2 separate regions of the Sus scrofa genome follow, and region 1 is linked to region 2. A link is a contact called in public HiChIP or PLAC-seq data. All regions are on one chromosome and are shown on one strand. Each heading gives the region's core, a stretch centred on a gene start, on an enhancer-like site or on the middle of the called end of the contact. The rest is flanking DNA. Distances are from core to core; before and after follow the strand shown.

Region 1 (4,180 bases), core at 447-2,946, 110 kb before region 2:
TCAGAGAACAAAAAGCACACCTAGGCTGAGATCATTCTTATGGGAAATTTTGTGAGGCATTCATACGTTCATTTTCATTTTCTGACATCGTCTTGTCTATGGTAAAATCTATTCCAGTTGATCCCAGGGAGGGGGAAGGTGAGGACAAAATCAGGCAGAATATTATTGCCAGTGAGATATTATCAATACACGTTTTATAAGATTAAAAGCTCAGCGTCAATGAGATAAATGTAAATTTGAGGCACATTTAGGGGTTTTTTCCCTATGATAAATCCATTTTCATAGTCTATTGCTGACCTCAGTAACGTTACATGCTCTTTCAAATGCAGGTGTTTGTTTCTCACAAAAATGAAGTCCATGTTCAAAACCTACAGTTACTATATTCTTAAAGGGAATAGAATTGAGAAATATTTAAAGTTGACTTAAGAAAATTGTGGTAACTGAAATCAGGCCCTCCGATGGCAGACATAATTAAGTGAAATTCACATGCTCTGTGATGGTTGATTGATTTTTTTTAAAAAGAGTATGCAAAATTAATGGGAGCACTGCTCAGCCTCCAAAAATGGAGAATTCTAGGAGGACAATTTTTCAACATATAGTTCAATTAAAATTTTTGGTAAATTAAATACAGCCACATTGGCATACGCATGAGGCAAAGGGTCTAGAAGCATCTGCATCGTTACAGTGACTATTAAGTATCATGAACTATTTACCTTATCACCCACCTAACTCACATATTTCTGTGTCTATATTGTAATAAAGAATCTATTATATTTGTAATTAGAAAATTATATTGATTGCGAGAGAAACTTATTTAAAACTACATCTGATCTATTTTTTGTTAATTGGCGTTGAGATAATGATTGAAAACATATAAAAAGGAGCACAGCTGTTTGGGGAAGGTAGGGATCACATTATACAATCGTCTCAATTTGTACATATTTAAATAATACACGGACATATTTATAATACATCAGAATAGGGGTCCCATTGAGCATCTTCAAAAAAAAAAAAAATGAAGGAGTTCCCTGGTGGCTCACTGGGTTAAGGATTTGGTGGCATCACTGCTGCGGCTTGGGTTCGATCCCTGACCCTAGAACTTCCACATGTCACGGGTATGGCCCAAAAAACAAAATTTAAAAATAAAGACTATAACATAGCAGGGTTAGGAAAATGAGAGCCTACTTGAAATCACTTGGGGCTTCTGTCCAATGGTAGAAATGGCGGCAGTAACAATAAATGATGATAGTGACACCTGCTAATGCTGGTTAAGCCCTCATTCTATGCCAGTGTTACACAGAGGTGCTTGGATAAAAAGCCCCCTTTTATGTGGCATCCTGACAGTCTCTGCTCAGTCTCTGACTAACATGGATCATTTCTCCTCCCTCCCCACTGCTCTACATAGCCCCCCAACCCACTCTCTCTGCAAGATCACTTTCTTTAATGCATACCCTACCCCCCAGGAGCCAAGCAGCATAGTAGAATTACTCTGGACTGAAGGCCATGCAGACAGAAGGCATGGTCCCACGGTCCAGGGTCATAGGACAAGAGGCTGCCCCTTGATTTAGACCCCGAGTGAGCTTTGCCTTCTGATCTAAAAACTGGGTGGACAAGACATATCTTGCAGTGGTGGGGGGAAGATTAGGTCTGTGCAAAGCCTCAAATATGTCATAAGCATTCTGAATAATGAGCAGCTGTTCTCATGGCCAAAGATGCAAAGAGGAAGTAGGAAATGGCCAGCTACAGAAAGGCAAGTATCAGAAGTTTCTCTAAGGAAATCTGTATTTATTCACTAATATTTGTGTAACGGGCTTTGTGATGGATGTACAGGTAAGAGCTGGGTAGATGAAGGCAAATCACTGTGTTGCAGGGTGGGAAATATATAACTGGGAGTCAGGGATCCTCAAGCTTCAGCATCACTGTGCAAATGAAATGGCCTATGACGAGTGATGATACTGCAAATGACTGAGTCCTAAAGGGAGGCTCTTTTGATAATAAAGTTCTTTCGAGAACTATTTACGGTCAGCCTCTGTGTTCCAGAAAGAGCATCAAAATCCAGTGGGAACAGCCGACACACCCCAGTTCAAAGATGTTCCATGAAACATCTGACCAGTAACTGCAACCGTTTCAAGATCGTGAAAAACGAGGGAAGACTCGGGAACTTCCGGATCCAAGCAGGAGAAGGAAGAAGCAGAAGGAGTAAGCAGGGTGCTATTCTGGATTAGCCCCTGCATCAGAAAAAGGACCTTGCTGGGGAAATGGAAATCTGATCGCTGCTTCCTTAGTTTTGATAAATGGCCCGTGGTTATGTAAAATGTTAAAATTAGAGGAAGCTGAGTGAAAACCACATGGGAACTCTCTCGGCAACTTTGCTGTGACTCTATAACCATTCCCCCTATTAAAGTTTTTTTTTTTTAAGTTTTATTTTTATACTTCGGAGAAAGATGAAGCCGGTTTTCTTTCACTCTTAAGGAGCATTATTTTTGAGATTGGAAGCACTTTTGCAGCAGAGCTGATACCCTTTTGCCAGCAGGGCCCCAGTCTTCAAAGAGCTATAATGCTGATGCTGTTTAAAAAAAAAAAAAAAAAAAAAAAAAAAGCCACTACAAAAAAGACCGTGCTGTTTGTGCCCTATTGGAGGAATTATAAACTTTAAGAATAGAGCGTGATAACAAAGCTTCCCTAACCATCTACTTAATACATAAAACTGCTCTACAAAACCCCTCCTCACTACTAGTGAGGTCATCCTTAAATGTCCTTGTTGAAAACATTCTCTTAAGTGTTTACGCATGAGGACAGCTTCCATCACCTAACAGAGGTGATGGTGAGTCTGAGATGCTGTTCTAGGGGCTCATAAAAAGAGGACAAGTTCAACAAGCCATGTCATTTCTACCGGATGTCAGAATAAGCAAATGCAGGGGGGTGGAGAGGTCTTTGGTTTAAGAAGACAAGTCTGCATTAGGTTGAAAATGTGTAAATATATATATATATATATATTTAAAGACTTTTTTTTTAATAATTTTTTTTATTTTCCCACTGTACAGCAAGGGGGTCAGGTTATCCTTACATGTATACATTACAATTACATTTTTCCCCCACCCTTTCTTCTGTTGCAACATGAGTATTTAGACAAAGTTCTCAATGCTATTCAGCAGGATCTCCTTGTAAATCTATTCTAAGTTCTGTCTGATAAGCCCAAGCTCCAGATCCCTCCCACTCCCTCCCCCTCTCATCAGGCAGCCACAAGTCTCTTCTCCAAGTTTAAAGACGTTTTGATTGCTACCTTATGGTGTACCCCATGGATACCTGCAAGTCTACATATCAATCAATGAAGCTTATTTTTTTTAGAGTTTTTAGCCACCATGTGTTTATATAAGTCAACCCTAGGGTGAAAATCCTTTAAATAAAAAAAATGTTTGGAGATTATATTACAAACATCTCCTGACTTCAAAACTCTGAAGTTTGGGTTTGCTTTTTAAAAAACACCAGCAAAGTAAAAGTAACACACACATACATATATACACTTATATATCTCACAAACCAAAAGGCTTATTCCTAGAGAAATTCTGTTTCACTCTGAGCATATATTATTAGTCTTTCATCATACTTGGTTTAATTTTCCATAAGAGATTGCTTTCCTCAATACCCCTGGAAGAATGATAAAAAAGAACTCATTTTTTGAAATAATCAACTGAAGGCGAGAGAGTGGGGCTTTGCTTCTGTCCAGGAAACAGCTGAAACGATGTCCTTTGGTTTGTTAAAATCAAACACGTCACTCTTCATTCACTCACTAGATGTTTCCAGGTCCCCTCTGGGTGGAAGAGGCTGTGTTTGATGCTAAGATACTCAGTCCTTGGCCCGAAGTGACTTGTAGCCTAATAGAGACACAGTGATAACAACACAGTCCCAATAATACCAACTCATACATGGCCCTTATTATGGATCAATGGACTGTGGACAATGTCTGTGAAAATGCACTATTTATATGAGCTTCCCCACTCACTGTAATCACACAGAGCATGTAGAAAGATTATCCTGGTTTTAGGGATGCAGGGAGCACAGGAAGGCCCAGTGAGGAACTCAACCAGGACGGCTCAGGGGTAAGAGGCAGAGACAGGAGTGGGCTGCAGACTGGAGGCTCCTAGTCAGTTCTCATTGCTGGTCCCTAACCCCATGGCAA
Region 2 (4,396 bases), core at 1,127-3,626:
TTGGATTTTCTGCCTGTAGAAGAGTCCATATGTTATAGGTTTTAGGTTCAGGTCTAAGCAAATTAAAAGTAGTTTGGAGAAGAAACCAGCCAAAGCAAACACACTCAAAGAAGTTAAGATTCTAATTAAACTCACTAATTCTGGTGTACCTTTTCCTATATTTACAGCAAACAACCAAAAACATTTGTCTGTTTATACTACAATGCATACCCTACCTGCTGGACCCTGCTCTGTATATTTTCTGTCGCTACAGTCAAAAAACACAAACATTTTATGGGAGCTCACATTTCTAAAAGACTGTGAAACCATTTTGAAAAATAATTGAATTATTATTATTCCAACTATCAGCAAAATACTTCAGATGCTTTCCATAGCTACAACAGTTGGCGGGGAATACAGAAATGCATTCCAACTCAGCCCTTTTTTAAGGGTTTATCTCTGACTTGTAACTGTAGCTCACTGAAACCCTTTTACAGAAGAAAAAAGAGGGAGAGAGAGAGAGAGGAAGGAAGAAAGAAAAAAAGAAAGAAAACTGATAAAAAGCACTTTGTAATAGTTAACGCTTTTGTGTCCCTCTGGTGCTGCCATACAAATACATATGAATTTGTTATAGCTCATTGATTGATTGATAAAGAGAGATAAAAATAGCTAAATTTCCTGTATCCCAAATATTCTTCTAAGTGCTTCTCTCATATCAAATCATTTCATCTTCACAACTCAAGTATTTTATGGTTGAGGAATTGGAGGTACAGAGAAGTTAACTAACTTCCCCAAGGACACACAGCAAATAAATGGCAGAACTGGTTTAAAAGTAGCAGTGTCCAATACAAATATAATATGATCTGTCATTTTAAACTTTCTAGTAGTCACATTAAAGAAAAAGCTAAGACAGGAGCTCCCATGGTGGCTCGGTGGTATTGAAACTGACTGGTATCCATGAGGATTTGGGTTCGATCCCTGGCCTCCCTCAGTAGGTGTTGCTGTGAGCTGTGGTGTGAGTCACAGAGAAGGCTCGGATCCCACATTGCTGCAGCTGTGGTGTGGGCCGACCACTGTAGCTCTGATTCCATTCCTAGCCTGAGACTTGTATATGCCTGGGTGTGGCCCTAAAAAGACTAGAAAAAAAGGTTAAGACAAATTAATCCTTACATGTTTTATTTCACCCAGCTCATCCAAAATATGATTTCAATATGCAATTAATTTAAAAAAGAGAGATTTTCACATTCTTTTAGGCAGACTACATTCTCAAGGTCCAGTATGTACTTGGATTGATAGCCCCCCTCATTGCAGACTAGCTAGCCACATAGAAAAGCTCCATGGGCAGATATGGCAGGTGGCCACCATTTTGCCCAAGGTGACTCTGGAGTCTGGGTTTTTTTATTTTTATTTTTATTTTTTTGGCCTTTTTTAAGGCCGGTCCCCAGTATATGGATATATAGCTCCCAGGCTAGGGGTCTAATAGGAGCCATAGCCGGTGTCTACACCAGAGTCACAGCAACGTGGGATCTGAGCCACGTCTGCCCCTACACCACAGCTCATGGCAACGCTGGATCCTTAACCCACTGAGTGAGGCCAGGGATCAAACCTGAAACCTCATGGTTCCCAGTCAGATTCGTTAATCACGGAGCCACAACGGGAACTCCGGGTGTTTTTGTTTTGTTTTTCTTTTTTTGATGTTGACATTGATCAATCTTGCTCTTTAACAACATTTTGGATTGGCTGAGGTGGCTTGAACACACCTATGTACACATGAATTCTCAATAACAATGCAAGCATTTTATGTCTGTCCTAACTTCAGAAGGTACCTGATGAGATGAGCACAGCCGAGATTGAGGTACCACGTGCCTATTCCGAGAATACTGCGCTGGTTCACCCAGACGCCCCCGGCCTCGCTTCACTGCCTCCACGAGCCACCCTTCTCTTCCTCCGTCTGGCACATCTCCCTGTGCCCTTCTGCTCAGCCCCGCAACTCCTTCAGCCCCAGGCTGCTCTTCCCCGGAACCTTCTTCCTTGTGCGAGTTCCCAATGCAGATTTTCTTGAGCTTCAGGTGTTTTTTTGTTTTTGGGGGGGTTTTTTGGGTTTTTTGTTTTGTTTTGTTTTTTGTTTGTTTTTTGCCAGCTCCCTAGTATCTTTGAACTCCCCTCACTAGTACTTTCTGACACCTGCTGTGGTCAGGGGCGTCTGGGTTCAGGGGCTTTTCTGGCCAAGGGGCCACGGTGCCCTGGGAGCCCAAGTCGCAGAACTGGGAGGGACCCCAAACGCACAAGGCGCGCGCGGCCACAGTACCTACCTATTCCAGGACAAAGGCTGTCCCTCCGACCCTGCTGCTAGGTCTCTCCTGACACCTTCCCCTGACATCTTCCTTTCCTTTCACTGAGGTTTCCGGAACATTCTTCAGGGTCACCAAAAAGGCAGTTTAGCGGCTGTTCCTTCTTTCCCTCTCCGGTATACCCAGAAAGCAGAAACTAGGTTAAAGGAGCATGTTAGGCAGTCCTAGAAGATAATAAAATGCATAAAAGGGCAGCCGAGGGCGGGGGTGAGAGCAAAAAAAAAAAGGAACGCGGCCCCCTCTTTGCCTGGGGGTGGAGGGTTTCTAGCGAGGAGGTAGTGGGCAGATGGCGTGTAGTCTCAGTTCTCTATGAAACAACCTGGGAAACAGGCTCCTCTCCCCAGTCTTGTGATGGCCTAAGTCACCGAGGAGCAATTTTCACCCCAACCTAGAGCCTGGGGCTCCCGGGGGGGCTACTCATTAAAGGTTCCAGCAGGGGGCGGGGTGGGTGGGGGAGGGATGGGGGTGACTCCACTCTATTTACTGCAAGAAACCACCTCGGAGGCTCTGCATCTCCAATTCCATCTCCATCTCCAGCTCCTTCGCTGCCGTCTTCCCTTTGCTGAGGGTGGGAACGCACAGGCAGACCATAACTCCCGTGGCTGTAACAGGAGGTGATGACGGAGAAGGTGATGGAGACAATGATGATGGGTCTCTACCCCAAAATTTGGATACCCCCTGCCCACCTCAGACCCTCTTGCCACCTGTGAATCAATCCAGTTTATCTGTGGCATATCCAGCCTTTTCCTTGCAAATCCAGGCATGTTTCATTCCTAAACCTCTGAGAAGTAGGACAGCATAGCAAGTAGAATAATATAAAAGTTAGGGTCAGGAGTGACCATCATGGCTCAGTGACTAATGAACCTGACTAGCATCCATGAGAACGCAGATTCTATCCCTGGTCTCATTCAGTGGGTTAAGGATCTGGTGTTGCCATGAGCTGTGGTATAGGTCACAGACGAGGCTCAGATCCTGAGTTGCTGTGGCTGTGGGGTAGGCTGGCAGCTACAGGTCTGATTAGACTCCTAGCCTGGGAACCTCCATATTAAAAAAAAAAAAAAAAAATTTAAAAGTCAGGGTCAGAGTTCCCAGTGTGCCTCAGTGGATTAAGGATCCAGCATTGCTGCAGTACAGCCTAGGTTGCAGCTGTGACTGGGATTCAGTCCCTCGTCTGGGAACTTCCACATACGCATCAGGTACAGCCAAAAAAAAAAAAAAAAAAAAAAAAAAAAAAAGGCAAGAGTCAATGTCAAAACTGGTCTTCACCTGACCTTTTAGGAGCCAGGTAACTAGGACAAATTTCCCAAGTTACCTTCAGCTCAGTTTCATCATCTGTGAAATGGGTAAGTCTGCTTGTCTTGCCTACCTCAGGTGTCATTGTGAGAGTCCAACGAGGTAATACATGTGAAAGTGCTCAGCAAAGCATATATATTATTATTGTGACCCAGGTGCTAGGTCTTAGTATTAGCATCATGTGAACATGTGTTCTCCTTTGCTGCACAGACCCGTGCAGTTGCCAGTGGCAACGTGAAATGTATGGAGTTCAAGTCAACTGCCTTGTATCACAAAATGTACCATGGAGGATTTATTGACTTTCCAGAACCCATAACCTCGAGGCTGATCTAAAACATGTGCAATAAAAAGTGCATTTGATGCCATTTATTTTCCTTTGATATAGAGCTGCCTCTGAAAGGTCAAGAGTGAAGTCTCAATATAAGTCGACCACACTGACACGGAAATCCAACTCCGAGCGAACTGCGCCTCCATTGTCTTGTGTAATCTCCCCAAAACCTAGCAAATGCGTGGCATATGTTATGGTTACATAGTACTAGTAAACCAGAGTAAAGCGATCATTCCAGGCAATCGGGAATTCTCACGTCAATTTGTCTGAAAGCCAGAAAAACTGGAAAACCCAGATAACTCTTTGCTTTTGTTCTTTCCTTCATTTTATGTCAGTGGGTTTTGAACATTGGGATTCAGTGTTTGGAATTACTGTACCCAGGCTTGTTTGTTTGTTAATGAGTAAATTCAAGTAAATCAACTTTACAGGACTGCTAAGGGTTTTT

The links. HiChIP or PLAC-seq counts read pairs in DNA pulled down with a chosen protein or histone mark.
Region 1: a contact with region 2 is called in an H3K27ac HiChIP or PLAC-seq map of alveolar macrophages, with 4 times the contacts expected there. The contact joins two enhancer-like sites. A contact is called at or near these places in 5 of 47 Hi-C or Micro-C datasets (alveolar macrophages, blood and liver) and 1 of 2 datasets of contacts at active chromatin or transcription factors (alveolar macrophages).

The regions. Positions count from the first base shown.
Region 1 is chr10:21,518,482-21,522,661 of Sscrofa11.1, reverse strand. The region is part of intron 2 of PTPRC (receptor-type tyrosine-protein phosphatase C); the gene reads right to left. Among named protein-coding and RNA genes, the nearest start is that of PTPRC, 38 kb to the right of the region's middle. Within about 2 kb of position 1,696, at least 9 of the 83 cell types and tissues checked have an H3K27ac peak or open chromatin away from gene starts, as enhancers often do. A contact at or near this core is called in alveolar macrophages, where this site is marked.
Region 2 is chr10:21,405,586-21,409,981 of Sscrofa11.1, reverse strand. No RefSeq gene overlaps it. Among named protein-coding and RNA genes, the nearest start is that of ATP6V1G3, 13 kb to the right of the region's middle. Within about 2 kb of position 2,376, at least 4 of the 83 cell types and tissues checked have an H3K27ac peak or open chromatin away from gene starts, as enhancers often do. A contact at or near this core is called in alveolar macrophages, where this site is marked.